2 separate regions of the Mus musculus genome follow, and region 2 is linked to region 1. The links are chromatin contacts, called in public Hi-C maps. All regions are on one chromosome and are shown on one strand. Each heading gives the region's core, a stretch centred on a gene start, on an enhancer-like site or on the middle of the called end of the contact. The rest is flanking DNA. Distances are from core to core; before and after follow the strand shown.

Region 1 (4,253 bases), core at 445-2,944:
ATAATATAATGAAGAGCAGTGGAAAGAAAACCCTGAAACCACGATCAGGGGACTATCTGCCTACAAAATATCCCTCTCAAATATCCCAGGGCAACAATCAGTTTTTCACACTTAATGTTGCACAACTGAACACAGCAATGAAAATTTTTCTGCTCTCTTGTCTGTCTCAAAAGTAAAGAAAACATCTCCAGGTGAAGCAGGAACTTTGATCCGTTCAGATAATCACAGCCTTGCTCATCCACGGCTCTGCCATGAAGTCTCCTACTTCAGCCCTCTCCTGGATTCTAAAGCATGCTTGTCTCCACACTTGCTTCGGATCAAAGCAAAAGGGAAGACTATCCAGGAGAGCCTTGGAGCTTTTTACACCGGAACAAAACTGCCCTCAATTACAGAGAGTGTCTTCATTACCTTTCTGTTTTCTCCCAACTAGGATTAGCAGTGAAACAGCTCCTAATTAAGGCTGAACAGCTCTGAAGAACAGTAACTTTAAAAGTGAACTTCCACTTTAATTACACATAGAAATACCGGCGGCAAAGGCATTTGCTCCCCTCAAATTCCCCTATCAAAACTAAGAGCAATCATTCTCAACCCTGGAGACAGACAAACATTTTAAAGACAAGTGTTTGAAAGTGGACCTTCAAGACTCTAATGTAAGCATGCTATGTGATAGTCCTGTCCTGCCAGGATGAGTGTTTCATTAGCGCCTCAGGGTGCAAAAGGGGGTGGGGGGGTGTTGGTCCAAAATCCTAACTGCTGAAATAGAAAAGAATCAACGGAACGAGAATCCGGTTGGACTAGAAAGAGTAAGAAAAAAAGAGAGAGATGCTAGCGTGGGACATGGTGGCCCTCACCGGATGTTCAAAGCGAGATGAATTTTAGAAGTTGGAGAAAGGAATTTCTGTGTGTGGCCCACGCTGGAGAACAGACCGTCAGCACGCGGCTGGACAGGCCCCTCAGGCCGGACCAGCGGCTCCATGGATGCGGCCCCGGAGCTGGACCGTGAGCGAGTAGTGGGGACGGGGCTGTCATCGCTTACCCAGGTGCAGCGTGAGGTTGATGGAGTTGGGGTACTGCACCCCGGCCAGCATAGTCTGGCTTTGCCACCAGGTGGTGTCGGCCTGGTTGTTGTAGTCGGTCAGGAAGGCTGCCCCGTGTTGCAGGTGCTGCTGGCCGGCGTCGCACAGGTGACAGGACTTAGTGACTCCGGTCACCCCAGTCTGCACGCAGTACTCCTCGGGCGGAGTCCCACACGTGTTGGTAGCCACCACGGTCACATTGAAGGCGGCATTAACAAACTCCGGCATGCAGCGCTGCGGCCGCCCGCCCTCATCCGCGCACTCGTCCATGGCCGCCCGGACACAGCCCGCCACAGCCGCCAGCACAGCCAACAGCGGCCACAGCCGCCCCCGGGGCTGCAGGGCCAGCGCGGCCCGCCCGCCGCCCGTCATCCCGCTGCGCGCGGGCCCTCGGCAAAGGCTGGGGTGCCGCGCTGCACTCGCCTAGCGGCGTATCCCGAGGCCGATCCTCCGCTGCGGGCCGAGGCCGGGCTGTGGACCGGGCTGGAGGCCGAGAGCCGGACGCAGAGCCGATGGGTGGGCGTCCGAGCCAAGATCGCGCTGCCTCCGCTACCTCCCGGTGCGCAGCCTGCACTGTGCGCCGACCCCCGACTTCCGAGCGCGCACTCGAGAGCGCGCCCCAGGAGGAAGGAGAAGGGGGTGGGGTCTGCCCGGCGGGGTGGGATCTGGCGGTGGAGAAAACCCAAGGCCGGCCTCCTCGGCAGCTCACGCGGGCCAGGAGCTGCTCCCCGCCCTACGCGTCCTCCCCAGCGACTCCCGGCGGCGGCGGGGGCGGCCTGGAGGGCGGTGGGCCAGAGAAGCGAGATGGGAGGGGCGGGAGCCAGAGGACCGGGCGCGAGGTGGGCGGGGCGGTGGAGTAGGAGGGTGGGGTGCGAGGAGGGCGGGACCGGCAGCAAAAGGGAGGGGGGCGCGAGATGGAAGAGGCAAGGGGTCAAGTGGGAGGACTTCTGGATGGGCGTGACTAGAGGTGGGCTGGGCGAGGGGGTAAGAGGGAGGGGCCCAAGGTGGGCGGAGAGGGAGCGTGAGTGAGGGAAGGAGGGCGGGGCGTGGGGTGTGGGGTGCTGGGCAGTGCATGCTGGGAGGGTAGGGGCTTCGGTGGGTTGGGAACCCTCATCCAGGTCTTGTACCTTAGAGGATCTTGCCCTGGAGGGTATGAGGCTAAGAGGAGGTTCTTAAAGGGAGACGCAGGTGGGTGAGGTGGCCCGGAATCTGTGTTTTTGACTTCATGAGGACTTGGACCCTGGCCCAACCAGATGTCAGTCCTTACGGTATAGCTCAGCCACTACCTGACTCTGGAGCCTGAACACAGCGCAACGGTGCGGTGGCCTGCGTGACCTCGCCCTCCCCAGCCGTCCCGGGCATTGCCTCCTGTATCCCGGGGCAAGCCCTGCCCACGCTGAGGGGAGAGATCCCGAGGTGTCCAAGGGACTGGATCCCTGTGGAACACAGGGCTCGATCTCAGCTTCAGAGTCAATTTTGTGATTTCCTTGCTCTAAATTAAAATGTGACTGTCATTTAACCGGGCAAGGAAGGAAGTGAGAAGGCTGGGAATGGAATGACATTTTCCCCTGGATACGCAGACCTGCTTTGAAATTCTTCCACTCTGTTGTTTGTGTGTCCTAGCTTGCCTTTAAAAGACTCGAAATTATCTGGATTCTGACATCCTCCTCTTCGGACCTGCTGAGTCACAGAATATTGTCAGTGCCAGAATGACTCAGTTCCCAGAGCCCGAGCCAAAAGATCATGCGTTTTAGTCTCAGATCAGAACTACCTGCAGTGCTGATAGGACCAGCAGACAGGGGAAGGGAGGGTGCTGTAAAAATGAACCAGCTGAGAGCCGGGCTTGGCAGCACACTGTGCTAATCCCAACCCAAGATGCAAAGCAGACCAGCAAAGTGTAAGCTCCGGATCAGTAGTCTTTTTAAGATAATGATACTGATAGCTACAAGATGGCCCAGTGGGTAAAAGCACCTGCCACCAAGCTTGGTGACCTGAGTTCAATCTCCAGGAACCACATTCTGATTTCCACACCTGCACCATGAGACTTGTGGGCGCGCGCGCGTGTGCGTGTGTGTGTGTGTGTGTGTGTGTGTGTGTGTGTGTGTGTGTGTGTGTGTGTGTGTGATGATATGACACATAAATAAATAAATGTGAGTTTTAAGATGGGGTAGTGGGCATATGAAATGATGAAATATAACAATAACTAGGTAATGATCGTTAGGGTCAGTGTTAGAGCCACAAGCCCTAATTAAGAGGGCCCAAGCATAATGGACTATTTATGATGGGTAAAGGATACTGTTCAGAGAGCTTTTAATACTGGAATTACTCGGGAATGCATCCACCTGACTTATTGGATGAGATGATGGAGATTAGGTATGCTAAGGGTCTCTAACTCTTTACTCCTTGTAACCCTTTGGAGAAAGAAACATGGGAGCTATAATATTTTAAATCAATGGTTCTCAACCTGCCAGTCATGACCCTTAGCAGGGGTCTAATGACCCTTTCACAGGCATTATGTAAAGACCATTGGAAAACAGAGATATTTACATACTGCCCATAACTAGAAAATTACAGTTATGAAATAGCATTGAAGATGATTTCATTGTTGGGGGTCTCCACAGTGTGAAGAACTATGTTAAAGGGTCACAGTGTTAGGAAGGCTGAGAACCAGTTTTTTTAGGTGGCTGAAACAAAATCACTCTAGTCACATAACCCTGGAGGGAATGATGTCTCAGTGCAAACATGCTAAACAAACTAGTGTGTGTCCTTTACATTGTTTTCTTTTGGTTTCTGAGGTCCAAAGTTAACTCCAAGCTGCTATTTATGGTACTTTCCTCTGTAATTTCATCACAAGACCTTCACGTGCCATTTGTAAAGCACATGAAGGAACCTTGAATCAACCACTAAATCCTATTGCTCCCTGGAATATGTTAAAATAACAAGAAAGTATTGGGTTTTTTTAAAGCAATAAATTGTATCCAGCCAATACGCTTGATGATGAAGATTTGTTTCATAGTATGGATGAGGAGTGGAGAGAGAGGAGATGAAACAGTTTCACTCAGTAGTCCAGGCTGGCCTGGATCCCACACCAGTCCTCCTGCCTCAGCATCCCCAGTGCTGAGACCCGTAGGCATGATTCACCATGCTAGTCATCATTTTCTGAGTGTTGATTCAGGC
Region 2 (4,253 bases), core at 960-3,459, 75 kb after region 1:
TGCAGTGCTTAGCCTTGCAACCCATGGCATAACACAGCATTATTTCTTTAGAGCGGCAAGCCAAATCTGAGATTGTCCCACCTCTACTCTGGCAAAGGCCTGCGCCACCATGGTGGAAGTTCCGGTCTGCACACACTGCATCCAACACATACACCAAACACACAACACACACACTATTACAAGCATACATCCCATGGCTCCCATCAGCCCTGAGGCAAGGGATCAGTGCAACTACCATTCACCCCACATGACAACCATACATATAAGGAGCACTGCCCAAGGTGGAAGGGAATCAGGAATACTCCTACAAAAAGGAAGGGGGGCCCATCTAGGTTGGGAGGGTATAGTGCCATTGCCCTTGGATATACTGGCAGGCCACACCCCTCAAATCCAGGTAGCATTAGCTTTAGTAGATACAGCTGAACACAATCATTCATCTGTGAAATATTTTGAATCATCTGAAAACACAACAATCCCTTTAGCTGAAGCAGCATAGAAAAAAGGCAATTGTAGTGAAGCATTAGATGTAAAGAATTGAGGAAACACTTGAATGCGTCAATGGCATGGGTTTCAGGAACACAGACATAATTCCCCAACGTAGCTCTTCATTTCTCACTAGCGGGAGCATTCCCAGCCACAGGATCCATAGTTTCATCTTCGGTGGGGGGGTGGGGGAGGACGGGATAGAAGTTGTAGGCAGCTTTCATGTCAATCGCTCTGGTACCCAGATTGGATTTTCTTGTTCCTGGGGAAAAGCACAAACAGCTCCTTTCGCCCACGTCAACACCAGTGGGCAATGATTTCCACACCCTTATGGCAATCTGATTCACCTGCACTGGATATCCTGTCTGTTGTTGTGCAAAGCGACCTTGACCAAGCAGCATAATCCTATCCTATGCTGGATTTCCTGCAGCAGTGTTAGCTGCTGCCTGTTCATTTGCAAATTCAATAAGGAAGGCTTTCCTATCTAAATACTGCCCAGGTGAAAGGCATGCCTTCACCAAGACTGCCCAATCGGACAGAGTCATGCAGTGTCTATTCAAGGCCTCTACTTGAGCCACAGTATAGGAGGCAGTTAGGCCATTAGTCCGCATGGATTCAGCCAAATTCCTGATTACTTTGAAATCTAGAGGCTCATGATATCTCTGTCCTGCTTGGCCGGTGAAAATAGGACATCCCAGCAAGGAGAATCTAACCTCTCTCCAAACCTCTGCTAATAGGCAGCTGCCGAGGAGGTATAGGGAGGGGGCATAGAAGCTAATTCGCCTCCCTCCTCTGCCTCGGCTCTTTTGTTTTGTCCTTTCTGTCCACCTGATAACACTGTGTCTCCTTTCTTTTTCTTTTTCTTTTTAAGCCCTTCTCCTCTTCTGACATACTCTCTTGTTGCTCTGTAAGGATTTTCTGACCTGTCTTGACTGCCTGACAATTCAAACAGTAACAGAGTCCATATATCAGAACAAACAAGACCAAAACTACCAGACCTACGCACAAAGGGTCAATAGGAGAAAAAAGCATAACTCACGAACCTTAACTTGTCCCATTTACCCGGGAACCTTATCGTCTCAACCCTTCCTTTCCCTTTCCCTTTCCCCTTTCCCCTTTCCCCTTTCCCCTTTCCCCTTTCCTTTCCCCTTTCCTTTCCTCTTTTCTTTCTCGCCCCTTTCACCCTTTTTCTACCCACACTGGGTCTATGGGCGAGAAAAACATATCCCCCTTAAACCCGGGGATCAATTTGGGAGACTTACCGGTACCACCGTTCCTCAGCTGAAGAGTTCTGAATCCACAAGGTCGTTGTCCTTGGGCCCTGTACAGGCCACCAGATGTTGCGCCCACCTTGGCCAGCAAGGAAGACACAACACGGTCGGGTTCTTCTCAACAGCCTTTATTGCAGGAATGCCTCAATGCTGCTACGGGGAGCATTGCCTCAACACACCCCGGGCACCCAGGGAGGTCTGCTTATATACTCTCAGCCCCCAACCACTCACAGTACGCCATATCATCTCACCAGGCACGCAGCTTCAGCCAATCAGGGCGGCAGGGGCATGTCTCCACCAAATATGGACTTGTTTACACTGCCAGCATCGTGCTACACCTGCACAGCTCTCACGATGGTCATGGCTTATTTTCAGGTGTATGAGGAAGTCAGGTGCAAGTCATAAGACTTAGCTGCAGTCCCAGGTGCCATCTTGTGACTGCTGCCACACCCGCTCCTCACAGTCTTTTAAATAATATCTTTAGTGTCTCTCTCCTCAGCAAGAACTCAGCTCAGAGACTCTGTGTGCCCTGATAACTCACCAGCAGTAGCTTGCATACAGAGCAGATACTTAAACTTTCTCTGTAAACCACCCTAACTGCCTCCCTTCTCTGTAGAACAAGCCTGCTCCCTCTGGGATCTCTCTGTTCCCATTCATTCTGACCCCACCATGTTGCCTAAAGCCATGCTAAAAATCACAACTAGGGCCCCGAATGGTAGTGCTCACCTTTGATCCCAGCACATGGAAGACAAGAGGCAGGTCTGATGTACACAGCTGCACTATATAGCAAGATCCTGTCTGGAGCCCAGGAGTCACCATGGGGATAACAGGATGGCAAATCTTCCAGGTCCTTGTTTCCTCCCAGGTGCCTTCCCCTAGTTGCAGACCTGGTTCTGTCACCCAGGAGCCAGTCCTGTACCTTGGTGTGTATGTCAAGGGACTCTGCTTTGCTCCTCAACCCTAGTTCCTCCAAAGATAAAAAGGAAGTGTTACAGAAACGCGTTCTGAGTGGATCTCTGACATCTGACCTGGGAAATGCTTACCTATCTTGCGTTTTGCTTTAAGACAGCTGTCATTCGGTGTCAGTGTCCATGGTCGCACACGCCTTTAATCCCAGCACTCCAGAGGCAGAGGCAGGTGAATTTCTGAGTTTGAGGCCAGCCTGGTCTACAAAATAGACTCCAGGACACCCATAGCTATACAGAGAAACCCTGTCTCAAAAGATGCAGAAGAGCTGTGTGCTCAGTGACCTCAGATTTGAAAGATTACAAGCCTAGGTTTGGTTTCACGATGAGCCAGAAGGAAGTTTTGACCAGAAGTCTTTTTCTGATAAAAAAATGGAGTGTAACTGTTACATAAAATCTTAAGAAATTTTTTCATCATGAGTCAACCTGTAGAGTCAATGCAGAAGTGCCCACCCTGCAGATGCTCTAACCCCCCCCCCAAACAACAATAGCACAAAACAGACTCACTGAGCTACAGGATTTAGTAGCTGCACACTGACTGAAAGCCTATAGCGTGACAGCCCTGTGCTGAGAAGGTCTTAGCTGAAATACAGGTGAGCAGTGTCAGAGAGGGAACAACCTAGTACGAAGGACAAATACCCTTTGCAGCACAGAAGTTGTAAACCCCCCCTTTCTACAATAATAATAATAATTCCCAGTTACATAATTTTCTCACCAGTTAGACACTAAATATCATGGAAAGGGATTGTGAGGAAGAAGAAAGCCATGGAGAAGTGATGGACTACTGTTCCAAAGGTCAAACTTCAACTCGAAGAAGAAAAATCCATAACAAAGCATCGTGCAGATTGGGACTTGGGGATGTCATAGTATAGGAAACTGTAGTACTCAGGAAACAGTAGGGACCTGAACTCTTGAATTCACTTTTGAACAAACAGAGGAAGAGCCCAGCTCAGGCGGTGATGAGGCGATGGAATGTGGGAGAGGATGGGAACAGTCTAAGTGTTGTGGATGCAGAGAATCTGAGTAATATACCTACGTATTCCTCCTTAGGACAAAGATGCATAGACTAGGAATGTAGGGAAATTGGTCCTTGATGGACCGGGTTATGCCAGCCCCAAGAGACTTGATTGCTAAAGTGGTAAAGGTTAAAAGAAAAAAGATTAAGCTGTACTTAGTAGGGGAGACGTTACTACTGCCAGAGTATTCAGTATACACTTCTTCCCTACGAGGATGGGAATGGTATATTAAGCTTCAAAATTACTGACCCGCCCACCAGCTGGATGTGGCCAATAAAACGTCAAGGCCCACAGTGATTGGCAGTAGCCTGTGAGAACTGGGAATCAGACTTTAGAAACTAGCATGGCAGGCTGGGGCATGGTGCTTGGATTTAGACCTGAGCCTAACAACAAGTCCATCACAGTTGAAGGGACTGCAGTGGCTCTAGGGAGCAGTGCAACCCCAGGATGTGGACGCTGAATGTTTCATAGTAAATATGAAATATAAAAGGATAGATGGAGTAGTGTCTCCCCTAAAC

Evidence for each region. A called contact is a pair of places that touch in the nucleus more often than the background predicts.
Region 2: a contact with region 1 is called in a Hi-C map of B cells, with 1.6 times the contacts expected there. The contact joins the enhancer-like site here to the promoter of Lamc1 in region 1. A contact is called at or near these places in 8 of 39 promoter capture datasets (the 3T3-L1 cell line, 3T3-L1-derived adipocytes, the C10 cell line and 5 more), 9 of 484 Hi-C or Micro-C datasets (the 63-12 cell line, B cells, the G1E-ER4 cell line and 5 more) and 11 of 115 datasets of contacts at active chromatin or transcription factors (bone marrow-derived macrophages, effector CD8 T cells, embryonic stem cells and 3 more).

Annotation. Positions count from the first base shown.
Region 1 is chr1:153,331,092-153,335,344 of GRCm38.p6, forward strand. Lamc1 (laminin, gamma 1) reads right to left here and starts at 1,695. Exons shown (of 28, transcript NM_010683.2): 1 at 1,037-1,695. The coding sequence starts at 1,448.
Region 2 is chr1:153,405,857-153,410,109 of GRCm38.p6, forward strand. It overlaps E330020D12Rik (Riken cDNA E330020D12 gene), which reads right to left. Exons shown (of 4, transcript NR_033736.1): 2 at 2,481-2,714; 3 at 1,746-1,833; 4 at 1-745. Among named protein-coding and RNA genes, the nearest start is that of E330020D12Rik, 6.2 kb to the right of the region's middle. Within about 2 kb of position 2,210, at least 12 of the 459 cell types and tissues checked have an H3K27ac peak or open chromatin away from gene starts, as enhancers often do. A contact at or near this core is called in B cells, the G1E-ER4 cell line and the HPC-7 cell line, where this site is marked.